Linked DNA regions of Sus scrofa: all the other regions are linked to region 1. A link is a contact called in public HiChIP or PLAC-seq and promoter capture Hi-C data. All regions are on one chromosome and are shown on one strand. Each heading gives the region's core, a stretch centred on a gene start, on an enhancer-like site or on the middle of the called end of the contact. The rest is flanking DNA. Distances are from core to core; before and after follow the strand shown.

Region 1 (2,798 bases), core at 99-2,598:
AAATCTGAACAAGGTCTATGGATTGTACCAACGTCAATTTCCTAGTTTTGATACTGTATTACAGTTATGTAAGATGTTATTATTGGGGTAAATTGGGTGAAAAAGGCTACATGAGTACTCTCTGCTCTTTTTAAACTTCCTATGGATCTTTAATTACCTCAAAATAAAAAGTATAAATGAAACTTCACTCACCTTACTTTTCTTCTCTTAAGAAAAAGTTCCTAAAAGAACTGTCTACATACCCACACGATGAATCACTAAATCCTATTCCACTCTAACCCCTCTCCAATCTACTAATACATAGCAGCCAGAGTCAACTTTTGAAACATCAACATTTAATCACTTCTTAGAAATCCTCTAAAAGACTCCTAGCGGTCTTAGAACAAGGTTTCATACATAGTTAACACAAAAACCCTGCTGTGGTGCAGCCCCTCTCCACACGGTCTCTGTTCCTCTAAGCTCCAGTCACACTGATCTTGCTCACATTCTAGTTCTCTCAACAACCAAGAACTTTCCAGCTTTGAAACCTTCGCATAAACCATTCCCTCTACAGATAGCAGAGAAAGTCTCCAAACTTCGAATCACAGGATGCTGAATTCTGCAGGGTTTGCCTAGCAACTAACTGAGCTGCTTCTCACAGGGGCAACTCTATGCAGCATGTGTGTGCCAAGAACTGATTTAAGACCGGTTTCAGACCTTCCAAGTAAAACCATGGAGGCCAGCGAATAAACAGCCTATTTGATTGTTTACAGTGTGCTAGGTCCTTTAATCCCGCAAACGACCACCTACGCAATAGACTAGGATCCTATTCACAGCTGAGCCTTTAAGGAGCTTAAGTAACCCTCCCAGAGTGGACTAGGAGGTGGTGGATTTGTATTCAAAGCCTCAAGTATTCTTGACCTCTACTCAACACTGCCTTTCTTACTCTTTTCCTCACAGACACTACGAACGATTCCAGCAGGTAGCTCCTGGGATCAGAGGTTGGAGCCCGGGCTGCACAAGATCTCGACCTTCTCTCGCGCCTAGGACAGGGAAACAGAGCAAGGGCAGAGGTCCAGCACCAGGCACTTCTGAGAGAAGCAGCGCAAGCGGCGGGGGCGGGCCAGCGGCTACTCACCTGGTGCTGGCTCTGCGGCCACCTTGGCACAACAGCCAGAGGTTCCCTGGCGCGGGCGCGCCAGCAGCGAGGAAGCCTCCGGAGAAAGCCCCGCGGGCACGTCCGTAGACGCTGCCCAGGTAACGCAGCGCCGGCACCATCACCGGTGCCCCACTCCTACCCTGCCTCAAGCCCCAGAAGCGGCCCTGGATCCCAGCACTGCCCAAGTCCCAGTGCTGTCTAGCCCCGCCTCTTGCGCAGGGGCCAATGAGAGGCGCGCCTTTGCCTCACGTGGGAGCCGCCATTAATGGCCAATGGGCGCGCGCGGCAAAGGGCGAAGGGCAGGCCGGCGCTACCGTAGACGCCAGGGACGCTCACTCGCTCCCTCCCTCCCTTCGACGCTGTGAGTAAGGAGCTAGTCCCCGAGCGGGGCGGGACTAGGGGGTGGTTACGCTCTGCCTTTTCCCTTCTGCCCTAGCTGGGCAGACTGAAAATCTGGCGTGCCGACTCTCGCGTCCTCGACTTCGCTGCCGAGTGGACTCGGGGCCGCGAGAGAAAGTCGGGGGATGATTATGGAAAAAATTTTGGTTTGGGCAGGCCCAACAACCTCCCTTTTCTAGGCCCCGCCTTCTCAACCTCCCTCTGTCTGCGACTCTCGAAGCCCAGCCCCGCGTCACTCAAGGCCCCGCCCCGCACCGGAGGCCCCACCCCCTCTCAACCCCTCTCCACGTCACTCAAGGCCCTTTGCTGGGCACCGCAGTCTCCCACCCACGTAGGGGCGCTCGCTGCCCCGCCCTAGCTTCATTCGAACCGAGGGTCTGTCATGGCAACGCCTGTTAGCCTGCAGTTTCCTGGACTTCTATATATGGGCCTCCTAGCGCGTCATTCTTTCAGTCATTTATTGGTCCTTTAAATATTAAGAGGCTTGGTGAACCAGAGGGCTTGGTCTCTATAATTATTTAGCAATCTGTTTCCTTTTCTTAAATCCTGGACCGAGATACAGTTTTAAATATGCTGTGCGGGGCTAAGAATAGCGACTCACCTGTGCAGGTCACTTCAGATCTGTTTATCTGTAAAATGAAGGAAGTGGACTATGTGATCTTTGAAAGACCTTTGTAAAACTACGTGATTCTGTATCGCTATGCCTGTTTATCGCTATGCTCCCTATGCTTGATGGAAGTTTTTAATCTTTAGGGTCAGGACAGCTGAAGGGAACGAAAATAGAATGATGTAGCCTTATTGCTGGAAGGGCTTGATACCTCTCTGAATTTGGCTCCACTTATTAATCAGGTAGCTTGGGGAAGTCATTTCACCTCTTCGCCTCAGAACCTCCTCTGTGAACTAGGAGTTCTCCCTCATAGGGCTTTTTTTGCAGATTATATGATATAAGGCTTATCAGATGTTTAGCACAGAAAAGTGTTCAATAAAATGATGGCTTTTGTTATGTTTAAATGGTTTTATCACCTGGACAGTTGTACATATTTTCTTTATTTGTGAAGACATTGTGGAATGTTACCTGCTCGTTCATCACAAATGAAAAAAAAAGAAATAGTTTTTAGTTCGATTTTTCATTTTGAGCTAATTGTAGATTCCCATGTAGTTGTAAGAAACAGTCAAGTGATAACATCTTCTAAAATGATCATACAATATCACAACCAGGAAAATGACATCGACACAGGCCATGGATCTTATTCAGGTACCC
Region 2 (2,908 bases), core at 391-2,890, 400 kb before region 1:
CACATTAATAAACATATCCTTTATTCATCTAGTATCTATCAACTACTCTACCTTTATCTCTATTTTATTCATAACAGTGAATAAAAACTAAAGTTTAAAACTTCAATGGTCAGTGACCAATCTCAGGGCCTTAAGATTTTGCTTCTAGTATAACTTAAAATTTACCTTCATGGCAAAGCTAGATGGCATCATATTCTTAGGCCACTCAAATTCTGTCGTGTGAATTCGTATGCCAGATTCAAGTAAAAGTGTAGCTTTAAAGTCTGGTCTGTAGAAGGAAAAAGTCAAAATTTTCTTTAGGGCATTTGCCAGCGCTAACTCATGTTTAAAAAAAAAATCTCATATTTAATTACAAAACATCTAATAAGCCTACAAAATGCTCTTACTTTTGAAGACGAATAAGATATGTCTTATTATCCACATCGTAAACATTGTTTACTCTCATTCCTAGCAAGCTGCAAAAAGAAAGGAAACATATAACAAATCATAGTACCACTTGAAACATAAAACCTCACACAATTTAAATCTGTAGGCGGAAGTAGAGTCTTCGAAAAAGGAGATCTTCGACTCTAAAGACAGGGACTCAAACAGGGAGCACAATCTGAACGCCATCAGGCACTCAGCTCAAAACTTGAATTTAACTACTTTAGAACAAAAATGGCTTATCAGCTCTAGGAATACCATACAACGCATTGAGTCTTTAAAATGATCCAACATTTTCTAAGGAAATATAGTAAATCGATTCCACTTAATTTATTTTAAAAGAAAAAACGCAAACAAGACCCTGGGAAATATGACAAAGCTCAAATATGACAGGTGAATAATAGAGACCAGACTAGACGCCAAATCTCACGCGAATCTGCTACCTCCAGCTAAAACGGCGATACTGGTCTGTCTTTGGGATGAGGAAGAGAGTCTAACAAACTAAGGGTCGGGTCTGGAAACCTCTGGAGCAAATGACTACTCTGGCGTCCTGGCGTCCAACTGGCGTGTCGGTTTTCACTAAACGTAGCTGCCAGACCCAGGCGACTCAGGACAGTAAGACGTGAACCCGCCAGAAGCTGACTTAAGACCTGGCAAGACTAGCAGCACATGAGGCACTCAGCTGCTGGGGTCCCCCGGGTCCCCCCCGCCCGGGTATCCTGAGGGCCCGGGAAAGATGTCACGCGCTCGCCCACTCAGGCCTAACCAGGTCCATAAAGGGCTGCACTGGGGGGACCGAGGGGAAACACCAGGCCAGTCTTGTCTCCACCGTGGGGCTGCGACTCTGCCTCCTGCACTCCCCGCACGAGCCTGGTCACCTATCGTACAGTACCTGGCATTCAGCTCGGCTAGTACCGCGCAGAGGTCAATAGTGCTAAAGCGAGTCTTCATGGCGAGGTACGAGAGAAGATTCTGCAGCTTCCTCCACTGCCGGCCTGACTCGACGCCGCTACTCTTATGCGCAGGCGCACTTGGCGGATCTACGGCCGCGCAGAAGGGCCAATATTCCTTGAAGCGAACGTGTTTGCATCGCTTTAGTGAAGTGTTTGAGTGTCAGGCCGTCATCAATTTGTTTTTCGTTGCTGGTTTTCGCACCAAAACCACTCGAAATAGATCCAAACTGTTCTCTTGAAACTGCATTCTTTCCTGAAAAGCTTACGGACTAGTTTAGTGACTTTGCCCCCTTGTGTTTCGGGACTCAAACCAGCCTCCATAGTGACCCCTGCTGGTCGTAACAATTTATGAGAGGAGTACTGGAAGCATTTCCCCAGGCGGGTAGTGAGGCTCTGTGTATCAAAGCCAGGAGGACCCCTTTTCCTGCAGCTTACTGTTTTGAAATTTAACCGAAGTGGATTATTTCATTTGCCCTACAGGCGCCCTCAATGATCAAAGCAAACCAACTCTCAATAAGGAGTTCCTTTTTTGATGAGTCTTGCTCTCCAAAGACCATTTTGCCATTATTGTGGGATTCTCATCCAATCTAACTGTTGGGAATCCCCTTTTGGGACTCAGCAGGGGGTCTCAGCGTAGTACCTGGTATACAATAGGGGTTCCATAAATGATCGGCAATCAAAATATTCAAATATTTCGCTAGATAATGGTGAAATAAGATAAAAATAAAAATAAGACAAGGTTGCCCCGCCAAAGGGGTTTCAAGGGTCGTGCAAGAATGGTTTTTTGTTTTTGCACTGTAATAAATACTTGGGAAGAAAGCAATTTTAAGATAAGAACTCAAAAGAGACAGGGTCTCGCTATGTTGCCCAGGCTGGAGTACAGTGGCTATTCACAGGCGCGATCCCACTACTGATCAGCACGGGAGTTTTGACCTGCTCCGTTTCCGACCTGGGCCGGTTCACCCCTCCTTAGGCAACCTGGTGGTCCCCCACTCCCGGGAGGTCACCATATTGATGCCGAACTTAGTGCGGACACCCGATCGGCATAGCGCACTGCAGCCCAGAACTCCTGGGCTCAAGCGATCCTCCAGCCTCAGCCTCCCGAGTAGCTGGGATTACAGGCGCGCGCCACCGCGCCCGGCAAGAAATCTGGACCTAGGAGGATTCTAGAGCCTACAGACTGAGTGTCGTGAGCAGCAAAATTCTCACCAGTAGACGGCGACTCTTAAGTTAAAAGGGCGCGTTCAGCATTTCAAAAGAAACCAGGAATTGCAGACTCCAAGAGGCTGCTGTAACACATATAGCGCAGCACTACTGCATCAAATGGCACAGTAAATCATGCAGAATAGCTCAAGATATGAAATAAGCTATTTGGAGGGTTTAGGATAGACTGTAGCCAAAACCGTAAAAGCGACAGGTCTAACTGTACATAAACAATACTAAAGTTCTTATATTGACAGTAAAGGCATTCCCCAAAGAATGCCTAAATATTTTGCATAAAATGCAATACATGTGTAAACTCCACATTGAAA
Region 3 (3,241 bases), core at 407-2,906, 460 kb after region 1:
CTAGTCGGACTTGTTAACCACTGAGCCACAACGGGAACTCCTTTCTTTTTACCTTTTAATATGGCTGTTTGAAAATTTGAAATTGTATATATGGCTTGCATTATATTTCTGTTAAACGGCATTGCAGCAGAAAATTTAAGGACATGAAAAACATTTTAATAGATTGTCAAATGAAAGAAAACTGGTTGACGAATACTTTATTCATCTGACAGCAAAAGAGAACTCAGAAAAACTATAAAAAGTAAAATAACTCTAATAATTTTCATTTAGTGATGATACCAATGGTTAATATGTAATTTATAGTTTTATTTTTGTTTAAAGATGTAAAAACTACACATGCATGTTTTTTATAATGTGTATGTTTAAGTTTTTATAATATCAACTGAAGTACACTAAAGATGGCTTTTTTTCCTCTGTATATAAAATACCTTTTAGCTTTTTACCCACATTAAAAAAACAAAACAAAACCACATGGATGTGTCATTTCACATACTTTCTATTCCAATACTAAAGGCTGACTGGAAGAATTTTGTTTCTGAAGTATATTTTGCCAAAAGAATATAGAGCCCAATATATTTTTAATACAGTCTTATTCACACCCTCACACAGAAACATGGATTGAAAAAGAATGTGCTTGAAGTGTTTTTTTTTCCCAGAAAACTACCTTCTCCCAAAATGCCAAATCTACAATTCTAATATTTCAAAGTATGTCTAAATTTGATGTTAAAACAATCAAGAGCAATCCCTGTGCATCAGGCCTTTGTTGATGCTCTGGAAACTGACAAATCAGATTCCGTTGCCAACCACAGGGAACACACAGTCAGGACCATGGCAGAGAAGACAGATGTGGATACAACAATCTGTGAGGTGACAGAAAATGTGCTATCTTCTGGCAAGAAAAAAACTAAGTGTAATAGCAACAAAAAAGTCATTTGGCCTGCAGTGTTGGAAAAAGCAGTGAAGGAACCTAAAAGCCCATTGAGGAACTGAGACAGCTGCTGGCAGGTGCAGCAGGGGTGGTGGCAAGGCACTGAGAGTTGCTGGCAGGACCCAAGGTTAGAAAGGTATGAGGACAGGCCCCTCTTCAAGGCCCTTCAGTGCTGCCATGTTGTGCTTTTACAAAGGGTACCGTGTTCTTTAGTAAGTAACTCTGGTGGCGATATGGACATTGCATAGATGCAAAAAAAAAAAAAACAAAAAAAAACAAAGGGGGGGTTCGGATAAGTTAGCTGAGAAATCATAATGAAGTAATCTATTCAGAAGCTGTGGACATGGAGAGATGGGATAAATCTCAGAAGCATTTCAAACCATCAACAGGACTCAGAAACTGATAAGTGAGGTTGACTGAGGACTTAGCTTCTATGACTTACAGCATAGAATGATGAGACCTTGATCAAGGTTTTCTGTAAGTACTGGTATCCAGATTGGAACCAGACAGTCTTGAGTCCAGACCTCCCCCTAACCCTGACTACTCTTCATCTCCAGACGACACTGTACCATATGATCAGGTGTCAGAGTCTAATAAAGGGAAGGATCACTTCCTCTGCTGAGGCACAGGGAAGGAGAGGAGAATGGATAAGGGCAACAATACATCTGGAAGCAGAGAAAGAAAGCTGATGGCCTCTGTGTGGCAGGAAATAAAGCCAGCTGAGAATGAGGAAGTTGGAGGGCACAAGGAAGGGAGAGAGCCACAGCCAAGTGCCAAACAGCCCTGAGAACCCAGTGCAACTTCAAGGAGTAAGAACAAGACATGCTGTTGGCAAACCAGAAGCTTGGACACCCCTGAAAACTAGATCCCAGTGGGGGCTCTACCATGTCTGGGTCATGACCCAGCCAGGCAGACCGAGAAACCCAGGGCAGACCTGTGGTTTTCCATGTGGTATTCCCAGCAGGGACACGGACCACAGAACCAATTGGATAATTACCTTTAAAGAGAGGGCAAGGCGGTCCCGGATGTAATTTTCTTCTGTTTTTGCTTTTTCAATTTCCTGTTCAAGTTCCAAACGCTGCTTGCCCACCTGCTGCAGAATCTGCTCTCTCTCCTTTCGCAGCTCGTTCTTTAAGGCTGCTATTCGCTCTTTGTACTCTTCATCCAGTTTCCTGTGAGGAAGAAAGACTGACAAGCTGCCACCAAATCCCTCAGAGATGCCTATGTGGGTCCACCAAGAATGGAAACACAGAGTCACAGAGATGGGAAACTCCTTGATTAAAGTGTCTAGGGAGTCCTGTTTTCCTTCAGGCTTGGCCACACCCAAGTCATTCCAGCCGGGAGTGGCCAAGGAGGCAGGCAGGCTGGCTGAGCCCCACTGCCCTGGGCCAGGGTGATGGGAAAGAAGGGACCTGGCCCTACCGTCACACCTGAGGTTGTACTCATTCCGCCGCTCTATGGCTGCATGGTGATCATCCACCTCTGAGGCCATTAGAGACTTGAGCTTCTCAGCTTTGTCCAGATCTGACCGTAGCTTCTCTTTTTCTCTGACCACTTGATCAACTCGCTCCCTAGAAATAGATATTAACCAAGTATAAGGGAAACTGTTTCTAAGCAACAGGTAGACCCAAAAAGCTCTCATCTGGCTTGCTTCAATACAAAAACAAAACCAAGACAACCAAAACCCGTCCAAAGCACAAAGACATTCCACAGCCCTCTTCAAAAGCCTACATGCAAATCTAAGCTCTGCCTCGTTCTCACACAAGTGAGAAGACAGATCAGCCTCCTTTGCGTACAGATTGGAAGCATGTATGTCACAGGTATGGGAATGGCTTGCTCCCCAAGTAGGAAAGGGAATGGAACAAGTGAACTTTCTGTTCAACTCACAGCAAATGCCGGATCTCAGCCTTAAAGCTGGCCAGAGCCGCCTGGTGAATGTTGTTCTTGGTAACCAAAAGCTCATTTTCAAGAGCCAGCGTCAATTCTGTCAAGTTGACATTTCCATCAAGGCTGAAATCCAAGGCCTAGAAATCAGAACAAGTTCAAGATAATCACAAGTTCTATCCTCTCAAAGCAGAAAGTATTACAAAAAAGCAGAAAGTTATACAAACTCAGAGGACTGAATTTATAGTCTAAAAGTTGGATGATTATATTTCTTGAGTGATTCCTTAGCAAAAATATTCAATCCAGAACATAACTAAGCTCTAAGGAAAACATGATTGTAAGCATGCTTTTTAAAAACTGGTATCTGGCACTGTAAAAAAACACAACAGTAAAACTCTAATCCTTACCAATGAGAAATCAGTTAAGAAA

What was found. Promoter capture Hi-C pulls out the DNA fragments that hold promoters and counts their contacts. HiChIP or PLAC-seq counts read pairs in DNA pulled down with a chosen protein or histone mark.
Region 2: a promoter capture Hi-C map of fetal liver shows a contact between it and region 1, with 2.4 times the contacts expected there. The contact joins the promoter of NEMF here to the promoter of ATP5S in region 1. A contact is called at or near these places in 1 of 5 promoter capture datasets (fetal liver), 9 of 47 Hi-C or Micro-C datasets (embryonic fibroblasts, epiblast stem cells, heart right ventricle and 4 more) and 2 of 2 datasets of contacts at active chromatin or transcription factors (alveolar macrophages and skeletal muscle).
Region 3: a contact with region 1 is called in an H3K27ac HiChIP or PLAC-seq map of alveolar macrophages. The contact joins the enhancer-like site here to the promoter of ATP5S in region 1. A contact is called at or near these places in 8 of 47 Hi-C or Micro-C datasets (alveolar macrophages, embryonic fibroblasts, fetal heart ventricle and 5 more) and 2 of 2 datasets of contacts at active chromatin or transcription factors (alveolar macrophages and skeletal muscle).

Annotation. Positions count from the first base shown.
Region 1 is chr1:180,067,809-180,070,606 of Sscrofa11.1, forward strand. ATP5S (ATP synthase subunit s, mitochondrial) reads left to right here and starts at 1,349. Exons shown (of 5, transcript XM_013993389.2): 1 at 1,349-1,499. The coding sequence starts at 1,364. L2HGDH (L-2-hydroxyglutarate dehydrogenase, mitochondrial) reads right to left here and starts at 1,360. Exons shown (of 10, transcript XM_001926818.5): 1 at 1,118-1,360. The coding sequence starts at 1,257.
Region 2 is chr1:179,669,585-179,672,492 of Sscrofa11.1, forward strand. NEMF (nuclear export mediator factor NEMF) reads right to left here and starts at 1,641. Exons shown (of 33, transcript XM_001924630.5): 1 at 1,316-1,641; 2 at 387-455; 3 at 166-268. The coding sequence starts at 1,374.
Region 3 is chr1:180,527,180-180,530,420 of Sscrofa11.1, forward strand. It overlaps NIN (ninein), which reads right to left. Exons shown (of 34, transcript XR_002346861.1): 13 at 2,816-2,952; 14 at 2,359-2,499; 15 at 1,926-2,100. Among named protein-coding and RNA genes, the nearest start is that of NIN, 93 kb to the right of the region's middle. Within about 2 kb of position 1,657, at least 4 of the 83 cell types and tissues checked have an H3K27ac peak or open chromatin away from gene starts, as enhancers often do. A contact at or near this core is called in alveolar macrophages, where this site is marked.